2 separate regions of the Mus musculus genome follow, and region 1 is linked to region 2. The links are chromatin contacts, called in public HiChIP or PLAC-seq maps. All regions are on one chromosome and are shown on one strand. The core of a region is the stretch at or near the end of the contact, and the rest is flanking DNA. Distances in the headings are between cores, read along the strand shown.

Region 1 (4,718 bases), core at 1,204-3,703, 51 kb after region 2:
GTTACTAATGGAGTATGAATCTATTTTGAGTCAAATCTAGCCTGGTTCCCTCATTTTCCTTTAACATCCGAAAGCGACAAGTTCAATTTGCAAGAATTTGTGTAAGGGCCTTTGAGATAGTTTCTATCCATTCAATCTGTTTTATTGAACTCTCAATAAAAGGAATAGGATCTCTAGGAAAAACAGGGATACCGGGCTTATCTGTTCCCAGGTGTTTCCTGAGAGGCCAACAGAGAAGCTGCTGTCTGAGTGGTGTCTAAGCGGGACTCATCTATCTGGTTCTTCCCTTCTGTTGGGTTTCTTGTTTCTTTCTTCTTATCAGCTGAGACTGTCTTCTAGACTCCTAGTATAGGATTGGGTATGTTCGTTGCTGTATTTCCTGAAGGTCTAGATGGATGGTTTACCAGATGTGTCGAAGAAACCACTCTGGTCATTGTAGGCTTAGGTGGTGGTGAAATGGTAGGTTGTGAGGGAATCTGAGGGATGCTTTCACTCAGTGCAATTCCTGAGCTTTCTATGGGATTCACATGCTGCAAGGAAACATCAGGAAACTGTATGTTGGTCACAGATGCTGCCATAACAGCCAGAGCAGGACTGTTTCTGCCCTGAGGGTTTCCAGTCAGTGGACCTGTCTTCATAGTGCCAGTAGGTGAAGGAGCAGTCATGCTGTTTTCACTGTCTATAGACAAGAGAAGGCTGCTGTCAGTCACAGCTGTCAGCCTTACACTTTCTGTTAAATGGGTTTCCTTTTTCTGAAGAACATGATTTGGAAGTAGCTGATGAAGTTCCTTCCTTCTTAGATGCATTGCAGCAATCTTCATATCCATCTCAAACATCTTACTATTTATTGCTTGTCTGTACACTGTATCTGTGAAAGACTGAATATCATAGGTGAGATCAATACTGAGAATTTCAGAGTTTTCTGGCTTCTTCAACACTAACCCGATCACCCACATAGTACGAAATTCTTCCTTGTCAGCAGTTTCTTTTGGTGCTGGAAACGACTGAGGATTCACATGAGCCAGAGTAATGAACTCATTCTTTTCCAGGCTCCCAACCAGGATTCGGATCTTTGATTCCACCAAGCCCACCCACTCTAAATGTTGTTTCTCTGTTGGCGCACTTGCCAGAAGTACAATATAATGCTTGTATTTTTGAAAAAAGCTTGGAGCTTCAAAAAGTTTGGACCATTCTGCCTTATTCAGCAGAATTTCATGTGTGATAGCAAGTCCTTGTTTAAACTCCTCAATCATGACCATCCTGGTCGAAACAGACACATTGTACGTGGAGTTCTGCTGTGGGTATGCTGGTGTAATTATAGGCATAAGATGGTACCTGTCACTAGGATTCACTCTTGGGTCCCATACAGGCAAGTTAAGATTTCGTTCTTCTGGTTCTTTTAACAACACTGGATTTGGCCATTCCCACTCAGAAAACACCAAGAAAAATTTTCGCACAAGAGTGGATGCTATTGCATTTGGGTAAAGCTGGCAAGTTCTTGCTACTAGCATAGCCCAGGAAACACCTCCAAGGAAACCCAATATATTGGAATAGATGTTGTGGCATTTGGCCCATAATTTGATGGCTCTCAGTGTTAACCTGAAGCTGTCAATGTTTGGTACTAGATGTAAAATCTCATCAGTTACCCGGCAACCGTTAAGGCTTCTTATGCACCTAATATCTAAATTTTTAAGCAGACTATCATCTCGTAGGTCCAAATCTTCTGGAATAGTCTGCAATGCTAATCTTGCAAACAAAATATCAATCTCTATTCCATCAAAACACAGTTTGATAACCGGCACAAAGGCCTCCTCAACAGCTCTTAAATCTTTTACTTCCTCTTGTAGTTTCAATTTGTCATAGAAGGAGGTGAAAAAGTCATTTCGATCCACGTGTCTTGGTGCAACGCACAAAGCATCGATATCTGCACCTTTCGTGTGTACTCCTAATCGGTAAGAGCCGAACGTAAAAATTTTCCCCCCAACATTCTCAATTACAGCTTGTGGAAGATTCCTGCTTTCACTGATTTCTCGGATCCATTCCTTCACCAGATTATTTAATTTCTGCAAAATTAAAATCCTGCGCTGCAGTTCCTCTTCCTCTTCAAACACCCCGAAGGGCTGGAGGGTCTCGATCAGCTTCTGGGTGAGTTCGCGGTCTGTGTCCTTGGGGGCGGCCAGGCTGATGGGGGACGATATGCCGAACTGCTTCGGGGCGGGAGCCGGTTGTTGTGCTCCTTGGGTGGTCACCGCAAATGGCATCATCTCTAGCTCCCGCGCCGCCAGGGCACCTGCCCCGCCACCGCGACCTCGACGGCCTCTGCTCGGCTCATGATCCGAAGGCGCGAGGGGCGGGCTCCTGCCGGCCGGCCCTGTCGGCCCCCGCTCCGCTCCGAGCCCGCCGCCTCAAGCGCTTCCCCTGGTATCCCTCCGGGCCAACATGGCGCCGGGCTCCTCAGCGGTCGCGTTCCAGAACCGACGGCACACGCACGCACCGGCCGATGCCGCTGCCGCTCTCACGAGATTGGAGGAAATTCTCGCGCTAGAAGGCTTCCGGAAGAGCTCCATCCCGGCCCGGCCTGCCCGGTTCTGAGAAGTCTCTCTTGAGGGACAATGCACTGTCCTCTATCCCCAAGCAGGTTCCAGAGGATGCTCCAGCTAGGCCCAGGGCGACAGTGGTGCTCTCATCAGGCCTGGTGTCACTTCTTGGGGTGGCTTCTACTTTCCCTGGCTCCTGCTGAGAAGTTACCATCAAGCCAAAACTATGGCCCTTTCGTCGTCTTCTGCCAGCCCATACTCAGATTTCTGTTCTCAGTATCCCACAGTTCCACTGCTGTGTGCGTGCGTGCAAGGTGAATATACTCAATTTACAAGGGCGCGCTGGATTTCCTGCATCAGAGCAAGAAGTCCTTTTTATTTTGTGGCCTCTAGAAGATTCCCACGCCTATGCTTGGAATATGCTCTTCCCGACATTCTCTTTGTTCTCTTCGTTTGGATACAGGATAAACCTTCCCATTCTTCCCGTGCTCCAGATCTGTGCTTGTTCCTGGGTGACGCCAGATCTCCCACTTCTCCATTCTCACTTAAGTTATATATAGTGTGCAGTTGAAGCACCACTGAAGTGCACTCTTTGCTTTTGTGGTATTGGGATCCAAGCGCCTCACACACTACCACTGAGAGAACCAACTTACATATTCTTTTAAATACTTACCTTTGTGTTACTGGTAGCATAATTGTTCCAGTTTCACTCCTGTTGCTGACAAAAAAAAAAACAAACGAAAACACAACTTAGGGGTAAAGGGTTTATTTGGCTTACAATTCCAGGTTACCGTCAGTTACAGGGAAGGTGAGAAGAACTTAAGATATCTAGCCACATCACACTCAGTCAAGAGCAGTGAGAACAAATGTACCCATGCCTGCTTCCTGTCATCCATCTATCTATTTCTCCTGTTTATACAGTCCAGGGTCCCTTGCCTAAGGACGGGAATGCCCACAATGGGCTGGATCTCCTGTGTAAATGAACACTCAGGACAGTCCCCTACAGACACACCCACAAGTCTACTGGATCTAGGTAATTCCTCATTAAGAATCTCTTCCCAGGGCTGGAAAGGTGGCTCAGAAGAAGGATGGGAGGAGGAGAAGGCACCACTGTTGCTTTTCCAGGATAGGAGATTGGTTCCCTATGATACCTCTGGCCTCTGATGGCACATGCTTACACATAATTAAAACTTGGAAACTTGGAAAACCTTTTTTTTTCAAGACAGGGTTTCTCTGTATAGCCCTGGCTGTCCTGGAACTCACTTTGTAGACCAGGCTGGGCTCGAACTCAGAAATCCACCTGCCTCTGCCTCCCGAGTGCTGGGATTAAAGGCGAAAACATTTTTTTAAAAAAAGAACTTTCTAGTTGATTCTAGATTGTGACAAGTTGACAGTTAAAGTTAACCAGCATAATTCTCTTGTTCTTTTAAACATCTGTCTCTATTTTGGAGGTGATACACTGTTTTCATCCTACCATCTCTTCAAATATGGTGAGCATTCATTAGTATTCAGTAGCCAGTAATGTCTCCGAGAGTCTAATTCTGTAGTGTGCTGTCTTTCATGAATTTCTGGGCATTTTTCCCTTTTGTGTTCTCTGATTTTTGTTATGAGCTCATTTGTGGAGAGGACTGGGATGCCCATGCCTGGTGAATATGGAAATCCAGGTAGGATTTCCTTTGGTTTTGCTAGATGCTCTTGTACTAAGCTGTGTATGTGATTTCTTTTCTTTCTTTTCTTTTTTCTTTTTTTTTTTTTTTTTTTTTTTTGAGTCAGGGTTTCTCTGTATAGCCCTGGCTGTCCTGGAACTCACTTTGTAAACTAGGCTGGCCTTGAACTCAGAAATCCGACTGCCCCTGCCTCCCGAGTGCTGGGATTAAAGGCGTGCACCACCACGCCCGGCTTCTTTCTTTTCTTTTTGCTTTTCTTTTTCTTCTTTGAGAGAGGGTCTCTCTGTATAGTTCTGGTTGTCCTAGAGCACAATATGTGGACAAGGCTGGCCTCAAATTCACAGAGATCCTCCTGCCTCTATCTCCTGAGTCCTGGGATTAAAGGTGTGCCACACCTGGTATGACTTTTAATGTTTTATCCACTATAATCCAGACCCAAATACATGTGGGACAAAATGTGCTTTTTAATTATCAAGAAAGTTTTTAAATTTTTCACCATCCAGAACCCAGGTGG
Region 2 (4,323 bases), core at 895-3,394:
CCTTCCCCCGTCAAATAGCAAGCCCCATGCGTGCTGACCCCTGCTCTGGGCCTAGGTGTGGGCCATTGGTGAGTACCTGTCGGTGACTTGGGACAAGAGGTGCACAGCGGAACAGATCAACAAGTTCTTTGAAGCCCTGGAAGCCCTGCTGTTTGAAGTCACCCAGTCCCGCCCCTTAGCCGACTTGCCCTGCTGTCCTCCAGAGGTGGTCACTGCACTCATGACCACACTGACCAAACTAGCCTCCCGGAGCCAAGACCTGATCCCAAGGTACCCAGCTAGGAAGCACAGAGAAACCCATAGAGGGCAACCATTTAGGTGCCTTGGGGAATTGATTCTTGGCAGCTAAGGACCTGAGACCCTCTCTTTCCCAGGGTGTCACTGTTCCTGTCAAAAATGCGAACCCTGGCCCAGAACCCAGCCACCAGCTCTGTGCACAGTGAAGAGGGTGCGGAATCCATCCGGACCCGGGCCTCAGAGCTGCTAACCTTACTAAAGATGCCCAGTGTGGCCCAGTTTGTGTTCACACCTCCTGCAGGCGTGTGCCAGCCCCGCTACCACCGGGACACCAACGTGGCCCTGCCTCTGGCTCTGCGCACGGTCAGCCGGCTGGTGGAGAAGGAGGCTGGCCTCCTGCCAGGTTGAAGGGACAGTCACCACCTGAACAGTAGCTACAGCGTGAGAGCCTGGGCAGTCAGCAGTATTGGAGCTGAGCTGCAGGCGTGGGTGACTCGTGAGGCATGGTGGACATGACTGTCAGGATGGGATCACCAGCCCCTGGGGATGAGTCATCTCACCTTGTCTCTGTGGCTGGCCAGTCAGCCTTGAGCAGCCGGTAGGTGACTGAGTGTTACTTCCTAGGCCGAGCAGAAATGGCCTGGTCTGCTTGCTGCTGTTACTCATTTCTGGATTTGGGGGCAGGGAGCAGTGCAGGAAAAATAAACTAAAGAATTATTTATGCTGAGCAGTGGTGGCACATGCCTTTCATCTCAGCACTCAGGAGGTAGAGGCAGGTGGATTTCTGAGTTCAAGGCCAGCCTGGTCTACAGAGTGAGTTCCAGGACAGCCAGGACTACACAGAGAAACCCTGTCTCAAAAAACCAAAAGAGAATTCTTTAATATTACATGTATGTGCTTGCACACACCACAGTGCACACGAGATCAGGAGACAGCTTTTGCTACTCGGTTCTCTCCTCAGCCATGTGGGTCTTGGCTGGTTGCCTGGCTCAGTGACAAGCGCCTTTACCTACTGAGCCATTGTGCCTGCCACCAAGTAAATCTTCCAGTGCTGTGTACAGCCCAGGCCCCTCTCTCTGCCTTCCTTGGACTTGGAGAGCCAGGGAGCCTGGGCTGCTGCCTTCCCACCCTGCCCTCTGTTGAGGGAAATACCTGGGTCCCCTGATTGGCTCCTGTGTCCTTGATGTGACAGAAATGACATGCTCTGGAGCTGAAACTCACAAAGCCCTGAGTTTAATCCTGAGTGTAACCCCAGGCATGGGGTGCACACTGCAATCCCAGCACTCAGCAGGTGGAGTGAAGTTCGAGAAAGGTCAGAAGTTCAAGGTCAGCCTTGGCTAGGTAACAACTTGAAATGCAGCCTGGGCTACAAAAGAAATTGGGCCTAGAAGATGACTCAGCACATAAAAGGCCTTGCTAGATGCCCCTGATGACCCAGGGTTGACCCCTGGATCTCATGTGTAAGGCTGCGTACCATGGTGTGTATGTAGCTGTGAAGACAGCAGTTCAAAGCTCAAAGGCTTGCTACAGCAGTGGAAGAACGAGCTGGAAAGCAAGAACCAACTCTCAGAACGCACGCCATGCCTTGGTCACATAAGACATTTTAAAAGCTAAATAAAACTCAAGGTGTATTCATGAGGGCGCGGTGTCTTCTGGGTCCACATGCAGGTGGTGTTTGCCTAATTATGCTGCTTCCTAACTTAAGGATATGGAAGGCTAGACTTGGAGGACTTTTATGTGCTCCAGTGGTTCTGCACAGAGGCTTCCAGGTTTCATGGTGCTCAAGGGTGCAGGCTCCTGCCTGCTGAGAATTTTTGCAATTTTCCTGAGCCCTGGACAGATAGTTCTTCAGAACTACTCAGGCACTGACAGCACATGGCCACCAGATGGCGCCACCGCACCAGTTTATTGATGCGCACGCCTTTGGCCCCACCCACAACTCCATCCTTCACTTTGTTTCTGGGCTCTGTATTGGGGCTGGAGTTCCCTCAGGAAAAGTTGAATTTAGGCTCCGGCTGAGGTGTGCGGCTAAGTGGGGTGCACCTATCGAGGCCACGGGGTTACTAAAGCCCACGTGGGCCTCGTGTCCGGATTCACGTTCAGGGAGAGCTTTACTTGTTACCACTAGGCCTGTTGGGCCCGGGCCAAACTCCCTCCCCGAGCTGGGCCTGGACAGATGTGTTCAGGGAGTGCTATCTGTTCCTGTGAGGGCAGGAAGGACAGTGTCATTAGTGACTTAAAAAAAAAATTAGCCTTTTGCTTTATTCAGTGAGTGTTTTTGCCTGCATGCATGTCAGCGCGCCATGCGCATGTTTTGCATGCAGAGGTCAGAGAGCCTCAGACCCACTGGAACTGGAGTCGCAAGCTTGTGAGCCCCCATGTGCTGGGAATTGAACCCAGGTCCTCAGGAAGAACTCCTAGTGATCCTAACCACTGAGCCATCTCTGCAGCCCAGAACCTTGGCATCCTTCAGTCACAGGGTACATGGCTCCACCAGCACTGCACAGAAAGTTGATGAAGCCATGCCAGCTTGAACAAGGGCAGAGGTGTTTGAAGACACACTGCCCTCTTCTTGTTGAGCACCAGACAAAGCCAAGTGCCCACTCAGATGGCAGGGGCTGCCCTGGCCCCTCAGAGGGTCACATACGGTATTCAGCCACTCTTCCTACCTTCGTCTGGCTAGAGGCTTGGGCTCCAGGCTCCTAGGCCCCCGTGACGTTGGTGAAGCTTTTACACCTCCTCGGCTGTTATAATCACCTTTCATATGAATGCTTGACAACCCGTTTGCACACATGCCAAGGTTTTAATATGTGGTATGAATGTGTGTGTGTGTGTGTGTGTGTGTGTGCCTGCAATGGAGAGGCTGGGGGTTGGTGCGGAGTGGTTGGTTTCCTCAGTTGCTCTCCACCTAATTGGATTTTTTTCCTTATGTTCTCCTTGGGAAGGCAGAGCATGCGTGGAGCTAAGGACAGATTTCGAGTCTGTTCTGCCCTAGGGGTTGCTCTCACGTTGTCGGGCTCTGCAGCAAGTCCTCTTACCCAGTGATCCATCCCATCAATCTTATATTTTTAAAATAATTTTAGTTTTGAATGAAAATAGTTACTTTCATACAGTTTATTCTGATGAGTTTCCCCTCCCTCATCTCCTCCCAGATCCTCCCATCCCCCTGCCCTTCCAATTTCATATCTTTCTTAAGAAAACAAGCAAGCAAATAGAAAAGACGAACAAGGATTTAAAAAAATGAATAAAATGGGGGGGGGATACTTTTCAGAAAGTAGGAGAAACATACAAATGAGAAACACACACACACACAAGACTAGTAAGGGGGCAGGGGACCCAAACAAAGCAGTATGAGATCTCAAAACATCCCTGTTTTGAGATGTCTGTTAGCCATCTGCTGCTGAGTGTGGGGCCTACCTGTAAGTGGGGTTTGTTTACCCAATGAGGCTCCCTTGGAGAAACAGATTTTTTTCTTTGGTTGGGGATAGGAGCTGGAATCTACTTCCTCATCTCGGCACTGGGACCTGTGGGCTTGGATCTGTGCAAAGCCCACGAAAGCTGCCACGGCCTGTGAGCAAATGTGTGTGTCAGTCCTGTTGTGTCTGGAGGACAGTCTTAGGTGTCATTCATCCCCCCTGGCTTTTACACTCTTTCTGCCTCCTCTTCAGCAGTTTCCGGAGCCCTGAGGGGAGGAATTTGATGGAGACTCCAAGATCTGTCACACTCTGCATACTGGGCAATTGAAACCACTTTTTTTTTTTCAGATGCAGCTAGCATAGATTCAGGCATCTTCCTGTCAAACATACACATCAGCAATACACACAGCAGCAGCATACACACATACACCAGCAATACACATACACACCAGCAATACACACACAGCAGAAGCAGCATACACACACACACACCAGCACTGGGTCACAGGCAGTCAGCACTGGGCCTTTAAACGGATGATGAGACTGTCCCCTCATGCTTGGCATGCGTCACTGACCGAGCGCCTGTATTGTGCTCTTTTTATGAATGGCTAAATAATAAGAACCAAGAAGCCCTGCACAAAGCATCATGACCAAGTTGGCGAGGAAAGGG

The links. HiChIP or PLAC-seq counts read pairs in DNA pulled down with a chosen protein or histone mark.
Region 1: an H3K27ac HiChIP or PLAC-seq map of embryonic stem cells shows a contact between it and region 2, with 11 read pairs. The contact joins the promoter of Papolb here to the enhancer-like site in region 2. A contact is called at or near these places in 18 of 39 promoter capture datasets (the 3T3-L1 cell line, 3T3-L1-derived adipocytes, the HPC-7 cell line and 11 more), 34 of 484 Hi-C or Micro-C datasets (8-cell embryo, CD8 T cells, LSK cells and 21 more), 16 of 115 datasets of contacts at active chromatin or transcription factors (a beta-TC-6 cell line, embryonic fibroblasts, embryonic forebrain and 5 more) and 3 of 9 other capture datasets (adipose tissue, embryonic stem cells and pancreatic islet).

What each region holds. Positions count from the first base shown.
Region 1 is chr5:142,527,623-142,532,340 of GRCm38.p6, forward strand. Papolb (poly (A) polymerase beta (testis specific)) reads right to left here and starts at 2,454. Exons shown (of 1, transcript NM_019943.2): 1 at 118-2,454. The coding sequence starts at 2,264. The coding sequence ends at 336. All of the region lies in intron 2 of Radil (Ras association and DIL domains), which reads right to left.
Region 2 is chr5:142,476,842-142,481,164 of GRCm38.p6, forward strand. It overlaps Ap5z1 (adaptor-related protein complex 5, zeta 1 subunit), which reads left to right. Exons shown (of 17, transcript NM_172725.2): 16 at 56-270; 17 at 375-1,874. The coding sequence ends at 645. Among named protein-coding and RNA genes, the nearest start is that of Ap5z1, 15 kb to the left of the region's middle. Within about 2 kb of position 2,145, at least 51 of the 459 cell types and tissues checked have an H3K27ac peak or open chromatin away from gene starts, as enhancers often do. A contact at or near this core is called in CD8 T cells, bone marrow-derived macrophages, embryonic stem cells and 4 more, where this site is marked.